2 separate regions of the Sus scrofa genome follow, and region 2 is linked to region 1. Evidence: chromatin contacts called from public HiChIP or PLAC-seq data. All regions are on one chromosome and are shown on one strand. The core of a region is the stretch at or near the end of the contact, and the rest is flanking DNA. Distances in the headings are between cores, read along the strand shown. Region 1 overlaps LOC106506854 (a long non-coding RNA gene). Region 2 holds the start of LOC100512448 (histone H2A.V).

The links. HiChIP or PLAC-seq counts read pairs in DNA pulled down with a chosen protein or histone mark.
Region 2: an H3K27ac HiChIP or PLAC-seq map of alveolar macrophages shows a contact between it and region 1. The contact joins the promoter of LOC100512448 here to the enhancer-like site in region 1. A contact is called at or near these places in 1 of 5 promoter capture datasets (liver), 15 of 47 Hi-C or Micro-C datasets (alveolar macrophages, embryonic fibroblasts, epiblast stem cells and 7 more) and 2 of 2 datasets of contacts at active chromatin or transcription factors (alveolar macrophages and skeletal muscle).

Annotation. Positions count from the first base shown.
Region 1 is chr18:50,484,931-50,488,848 of Sscrofa11.1, reverse strand. LOC106506854 (a long non-coding RNA gene) reads left to right here. Exons shown (of 5, transcript XR_002340473.1): 3 at 3,557-3,918. Among named protein-coding and RNA genes, the nearest start is that of MYO1G, 20 kb to the right of the region's middle. Within about 2 kb of position 1,283, at least 35 of the 83 cell types and tissues checked have an H3K27ac peak or open chromatin away from gene starts, as enhancers often do. A contact at or near this core is called in alveolar macrophages, liver, mesenteric adipose tissue and 3 more, where this site is marked.
Region 2 is chr18:50,531,848-50,535,479 of Sscrofa11.1, reverse strand. It overlaps LOC100512448 (histone H2A.V), which reads right to left and starts at 2,098. Exons shown (of 5, transcript XM_021078658.1): 1 at 1,913-2,098. The coding sequence starts at 1,915.

The DNA.
Region 1 (3,918 bases), core at 34-2,533:
ACCTAAAACTATCCTTAACCTTCACCCTAACCCTAAAATTTAACCCTAACAGGATCACCAAGCCCTACTTCTATTCTTTTTTTTTTTTTTTTTTTTTTTTTTTTTTTTTTGTCCTTTTAGGGCTGCACCCTCGGCATATGGAAGTTCCCAGGCTAGGGGTCAAATCAGAGCTGTAGCCTCTGGCCTACACCACAGCAACATCAGATCAGAGCCACGTCTGCAACCTACACTACAGCTCATGGCAACCCCAGATCCTTAACCCACTGAGAGAGTCCAGGGATTGAACCTGCATCCTCATGGATGCTAGTCAGTTTCGTTTCTACTGAGTCACTACGGGAACTCCCCCTACTTCAATTCTTGACCCCAATATGAAGTCTAGCAAGATTCAGCCCTAACCCAATCGTTAACTATAACAACAACTCTCTGATTCCTGCCCCAGAAACTTCCATATGCCCCAGGCATGGCCAAAAACCAAAGCCAAAAAAATCCCATGGCTCTCTGTAAACCCTAAACTTGATCCTAAATGGAGCCCTAGCTATATAGCTGAGACAAACTCCAGCCCTAATGCTAACTTAACCCCAAGCCCAGTTCCAGCTCCAGCTCTAAATTTATCCTTAAACCTAATACTATTTCAACAGGAAACTTAACTCTGACTTTAGTCCTCAGCTGAGCGGTCATAAACAGTCCAGCTCAACTCTCTCACTATATTTATATTCCACTATATGATAAAATTAAAAGAACCGTGCTGTCTGATAGACACTTTTCCCCCAAAGCGGCTGTAATGTTGAAATTCTAACCAGAAGCCACGTGATGGTTTTCAGAGAAATTGGCATCCTTTCCAGGAAGGCGCCCTTTCTGACCCTTTGGTCCCATTATCAGATCCTGGTATGATCTTTGCTGGAGTTCTGCCAGAGTGCACCCAGAGCTGACCTGAGTTTTGGGGACCGACTCCTACTAACCAAAATCTAACAGGTGAATGTATAAATCAAATCACTGGTCTTTAATTTACTGGGTTCCATTTTTCCAGTGATTGGAAGTGTCATGAGACTGTCGCTAGGACCCAGCGTCCCACTTTCTTGATGACTGTGTTCAGATGACACCCCTTGGGCTTGGGGCAGGGGTCCCCCCTAGGGGAGTGGATGCCGATTAGTCCCGGCCAATGAGAGACTGAACACACAATGGCCAGACTGTTTATCAAAACAGACCTCTGACCTACAAGCTACAGCACCCCGCCCAGGAAGCCAGAGGCTGTAAGTCACACTTGAGGGAAGAGCCAGCCTGCTGTCTCTAGGGACAACCCAGGAAGCCACACAACAGCCCCTGTTACAAGCGACTCCAAACGGCCAGGACTTGGTCAATAACTGACTGCTGCTTCCCCAAGTTCTGTCCCTTCTTCCAACTCAGGACCAACCAGAGAAAGCCAGACACGCTCCCCCAACCGATCACGTGGGACGCCCCCTTCTGGCGAGGGCGCCTCTGGCTCCCCCAGGCCCACAGCCCCCTTCAGGGCACCCCTGAGCCCTGTACTCCTCCAGGAAGCCCTCCTACTCCCCTGCCAGCCCTGAGTCTCTGCCAGACCAAGGGATGGGGTGACTCCCTCACCACAGCCAGCTCTGGACACACGCCTCTGCCATCCTCATCGGTTGATCTTTGTGTCTTTCCACCCCGGTCAAGCACATGCCATCTTCCCAGCCAGCAATAAGCTCAGGCGCTGGCACAAGCTCTGACCCTGGCTGGGGGTTTCTGGGAAAGATTTCCTCCCTGAAAACGGGCTGCGAGGAGGACAAGCCCCCTCCTCCCTTGGGTGCAGCCCTGTGAGCACTGAGGCTTGAGGGATTCAGGGCAGCCAGCGTGCATCCTGGGGGGTGAAGCCCTTCTGCTGATGGGATGGGCTCCAGCACTTAACTCAGGGGGGCCCGTGACATGCCACAAAAGCACTCCCGTGGATTCGCCTGGTGAGCAGACCGGGGCCAGGGCCTCGAGGGGAGGCAGAGGACAGTCCTCGGTGGAGAGGCTCAGGCCCAACTGATGGTGATCAGGAGCAGGATGCCAGATGCTTGTCACTTTCTTTTTTTAACCAACCCATCAAACCGTGGGACTTTTATTTGAATCTTGTAGATGCTTATCACTTAAACTCTTCTTTCCAAGACTCTAGGAAGACCACTCCTCTCCTATGAACGTTTACTTGTTTCCAGACACGACCTGAAACTGAACAGCCACAAGGAAGGTCCTGTTCACTCTGGCAGCTTGGCCTCCCCGGCCTCCACTCTCTGGCCTCTAACTCCATCCTCGTTCCTGTCCCAGCAGCAGGCTCATTCCTGACCCTCGCAGGGTTTTCAGACGCAGGGGCTGCTCCTTGCCCTGGCGTGTCACCTCCACGCCCAGCCTGCTGTTGAGACCAAGCCCCACTCAGCAGCCCTGGTCCCTCTGCTTAACCTGGGGTCGTGGCAGCAGATGCGGTTCTCCCTGCTTTGGGGAGGAATCCAGCCTGGCTGACAGCAGAGGAAAGTCAGGAGCTTCTGCCCTGCTTTAGTCACTTGGAAAATGTGCTGATTGCTTGGTGGCATGTTTTCGAGTCTTGTAAACGGAGGATGGAGGGATGGAGGGATGGAGGGATGGAGGGTGGGTGGGAAGTGGGGTTGCGGATGCTACTGCACCCCACCGAGGTGGGGACCTTGTGTTTCCTGCTCTCTCCCCACGTGCAGCACTCTTCTCTGGAACAATGTGGGCTCAGCTCAGTGAAGATTTAAACAGAACAGATGGTCTGCTTGTTTGGATTTGGCTTCTAGAATATTCTAACCTTTTGTAGCTCATAAGGGTGTTTTTTTCCACCCCTAAGTAAAAAGTAGAAGCTCAAGCACTCTGGTTGTGGCTCAGCCGCTTAAGAACCCGACATAATCTCTGTGAGGATTCGGGTTCGACCCCTGGCCGTGATCAGTGTGATAAGGATCCGATGTTGCTGTGAGCTGTGGTGTAGGTCACAGACTCGGCTTGGATCTGGTGTTGTTGTGGCTGTGGTGTAGGCCAGCAGCTGCAGCTCTGATCTGACCCCTGGCTGGGGAACTTCCATATACAGCAAGTATGGCCCTAAAAAGCAAAAGCAAACAAACAAAACCCAAGAATCCAACTGCAGCGGCTCTGGTGCCTGCAGAGGTTTCAGGTTTGGAGCTGTGGGTTAAAGCATCTGGTGTTGCTGCAGCTGCAGTGTAGTTGCAGCTGTGGCTTGGATTCAGTCCCTGGCCCAGGAATCTCCATATGCTCAGGTGTTGTCATAAAAATTTTTAAAAATCACCACTAAATTTAGTGGCTGAAAATAAACTTTTTTTTTTTGGCCGCACTTGAGGCACACAGAAATTCCCAGGCCAGAGATCAAACCCATGCCACTGCAGCAACCAGAGCCACAGCAGTGACAATGCCAGATCCTTAACCCACTGAGCCACCAGGGAACTCTGTAACAACCATTTTATTGCTTGAAGATTCTACTCGAAATCTACTGGTCTTGCTGGTGGGATGGCTCTCCATTCCCTTAACCTGTCTCTTTCTCCCTCTCCCTCAGGGCCTCTCCTCTTTCACGTGGCCCCACCTCCTGATTAAAGCCACACCCAAGGCCAGCCCAGACCACAGGACGAAGCCTGCACAGGTGTGGACATCCACGGGAGGGGACACAGGAATGGAGCTGGACTCTGATTGAGGTCCTGTTCCTTGAGAGCCAGCCATCCCATGCCAACGCTCAAGACAGCAATCTCTGTTGGCAAAGGGAGTCCCCTACTTACAGGGGGCTCTGCATTGATGTGGCATGGGGCCTGTGTGCCTGTCTGTCCCTGGCTCTGTCCTGCTCAGCAGCTGGGTGGCCCCAGCAAGTCACGGAACCTCGGTTCCTGCACCTGCAGCAGTGGAAGATAAAGGGAGCATCCACCT
Region 2 (3,632 bases), core at 849-3,348, 46 kb before region 1:
GGATCCTTAACCCACTGAGTGAAGCCAGGGATCAAACCCAAATCCTCATGGCTCCTAGTCAGGTTTGTTAACCGCTGAGCCATGAAGGGAACTCCTATTTTATAATTTCTGACCATGCTGCTATACAAGAAAAGCTTTCACATCAATTGATTTCTGAGGTCAGTTTAAGTAACCATATATTCTCACTTATTCTTCAAATAAATCTTTTCAGCTCTATTTGCCCTGGTGTAAAACATTTAAAAACCTCTCAATTGATATATGAGTCTAAAATTATAATCACTGTCTATGAATGAATTATGAAATAAGTAGTTATCAATTAAAAGTTACCAACTGCAAAACACCCCATGTTTCCCAGTTTACTGTTTGTAAGCAATGCTATGCTTACTGTTTCAAATGCATCATATTTGTTGTTTAACTTATTTGCTTTTCAAAGAAGTGGACATGAAATTAATTTTTAAAAATCTCAGTCAACTAAATGACTACTTCCACAGTTTGGAGGCTTCACATACATTTCTTTCTTTTCTTTTCTTTCTTTCTTTTTTTTTTTTTTTTGCTTTTTAGGGCCGCACCTGTGGCCTGTGGAGGTTCCCAGGCTAGGGGTCTAATCAGAGCTACAGCTGCCGGCTTACACCACAGCCACAGCAACTCGGGATCCAAGCCTCGTCTTCGACCTACACCACAGCTCAGGGCAACGCGGGATCCTTAACCCGCTGAGCAGGGCCAGGGATCGAACCGGCAATCTCATGGTTCCCAGTCGGATTCGTTTCCGCTGTGCCCTGACGGGAACTCCACAGATACATTTGTTATATTTAACAAAAACATACTTTTATGGAACCAAACTTATGTGAATACAAAACTGCACAGAAAATGAATAATTACTTTCTCTTCACCACCCCCTCAAACTGTGCTTACGTTACACTCTCCCAACTTCGCACATTTCAAAGACGATGGACTGAGAAACAAACTACAAGCATGACAAAATTTTTCTTCCAAGATCCGAGTGAGTATTAACCTGAGTTAGAAAATACGCCTACGGAGCCGGCTAAAGTACATTTCATTCAAAAAAAGTTGAAAACTGGATGCCAACCTGCTTTCACCTTAGTTTAACAGTCACGTGCTCACTCACTTCTCCTTAAGCTCAAAAAATCTCAAAACAAGAATGACACCCCACGCCTCCTGTATTTTTAGCTTACGTGAACGCCCGTGTATTTTTAGCTGCTGGTAAAGGGGCAGCCAATATACGGCACGTCGCTAAAGATTAAGTGGGGGACACCCTAAAACCCAGCGAGGAGCAGGAGAAGCATGAGCTCCGGCAAACCAGTTCACGGAGCAGCTGCAAGCCGTGCCTCGGTCGGCTGTGGAAGTGCTTCCGCTAACTGCACACCAGTTGCGGAGACCGGGTGCAACGATCCACAAGGTCGACTCCGGTTCTGAGGTGTGAGAACGTCACAATAACCACAATTTCTGCCTGCGGTTCAGCACCCGGCAGGGCTGTCTCCGGAGGGCGCTCGGGCGGACCCTGCTCGTCGCCTCGGCGTCGCCGGCTCACTCCCGAGCGGGGCACAGCCAGCGCTCGCCGCCTTTCCCTCCCAACTTTACACCGGGCCAAGTTCTCTCCACTCGCGTCTCTGAAAACCCGCACTTTCTAACCCACGCACAATGTGGGGCTCTAAGTGGGTCGCGGGGACCACGGAGGTGCTGCGGTGCTGCGAGGGCTGTTCGGCTCAGGGCCGCCCGGGCCGAGGCCCGCGCACCTCGGTTCGCGCCAGCGCCGCGGCGGGCGAGGCCGGGACCGCGGGCAGCCCCGCCGCCTGACGTCCGCCCCGCCGCTGTCGTCGCCGCCTGACGCCCATCGCCGCCTCAACAGGTAGCGGCGCCGCCTAGCCATCGACGCCCGCCCCGCAGCCCTCACCATGGTCTCGGCCGCTCCCGCCCTCGGTCCCGCCGAGCCGTCGCCGCCGCTGCCGCAGCACCGACCGCCACTGCCGCCGCCGTCGCCGCCGCCGCTGCCGGAGCTCGGACAATAACCGAGGCCCGCCTCACAGAGCCCCGGCCAATGCCCGCTCGCCTTGCTCGTTTGAACCCCGCCGGCCGCCCAATCGTGAGCCTCCTTCTAGACAGACCCCGCCCCCTCGGCCCCTCCTCCCTAACGGCTGTTTGTTTTTGCACACGGCACGCGGAGGCGGGGCCTCGGACCCCCAACACAGACGCGCCTGTGCGCGACCAGGGGCGGGGCCAAACTCCCCTCTCCGCCAGTCTTCAGGGCTGGAGCCTGACAAACGGAGGGATTCACCAATGAAAGGGGACGGCTGGAGGAAGTTATCCAATTAGAACATCGCCCGCGAGCAGGGGAGGCGGGTCGCGGGGAACGACAGCGCGATTAGCCAATGGGTGGAACGACTTGAGGCGGCTCTGACTTTCCCGCCCTTTCTTAGTGTCTGAGAACTGTTTGGGAAGGGAACTGCTGTCTGTCTGCTTCCCCTGGCGGCTTTTCAGATTCTGATTATTTCTCCGTGCTAGCGGAGGCTCGCTTCACGGCGGCACTGCTCCGGGGCATCTCGTGGCCCTTCGCCTCAGCGCCTTCCCTCTGCCGTTAGGTTAGCCGCCCAGCGAAAAGGGGGAGAAACTCTGAAATGGGGTCGCAATCTCCGAGCCTGCGGCCAAGTTGAGGCACGCGCGCGAAGAAGGGCTCGTCGGCCCACGGCCACTGCCCCCGGCTGCCCCCAGGACCACACAGCCCGCAGTTGCCGGGGCCCGGTCCGGGCTCGGGGCCAACTCTCAGCGGTTGCAGTTTTAAAACTTTGCCTCTTTTCCACAACTGTCTGCACTGACCGCGCCGGGCAGCGTTCCGGGTGTGCAGAGCCCACCGTCCCGCGCGGAGATTTGGTTCTGGCGCGATTATCACCAGGTGGGGAGATCCTGTCCCAAAGTGAGAGTGATCTTACTTCTGACCCCGAGGATGTAACATGGGGTGGGGGTGGAGGAGACCCTTCGTTTTTAAGGAAATGTAACGAGTTCGAAGGGAGGAAGAGGGGGGAGCTGCTAATAAGGATTTGGAAAAATGCGAGTGAAGGTATAGACGAGCGAGGAGAAGGGAGCGGGCGGCAGTGAGATCGGAGGCCCAGGTGAACCAAGCCTGCAAAGTAGGTAGCAAAGCTGAACAATAGAAGCGTTGGGAATTGATCCAGTGAGCGATAACCACGGTTAATCACTGCCCTTCTGTGTCCCTGGCCCTGGCGAGGGCGGTCCGAGTCGGCCAGAGCATCCCCTGTGAGTTCACCTTCAACAGATCGCCTAGGGCCCGCTGTTGGGAGGCACTGTGCTAGGATTCTGGGGCTGGCAACCTTGGCCTGTCCGTGCCCTAACCGTCCTTGACAGCAGGGGTCAGATGTTGAAGAAGGAGACAGGCCACTGTGTGAATGATAATCAATGCAAGTCCATGGAAGAGAGCAGGGTCCTTTGAGAGACAGAGGCCGAGGAATGTAATTTAGGGAGGGTGTAATTTAGCAGTGTTCCACCGAGAAAGGGCAAGTATAAAGGCTCTCAAGGGAAAAAGACTTGTCACAATGAAGGGACTTAGAAACAGGCCAGTGTGGCTGGGTAATTCTCGACTAGATCCCTCTACTTCCTGA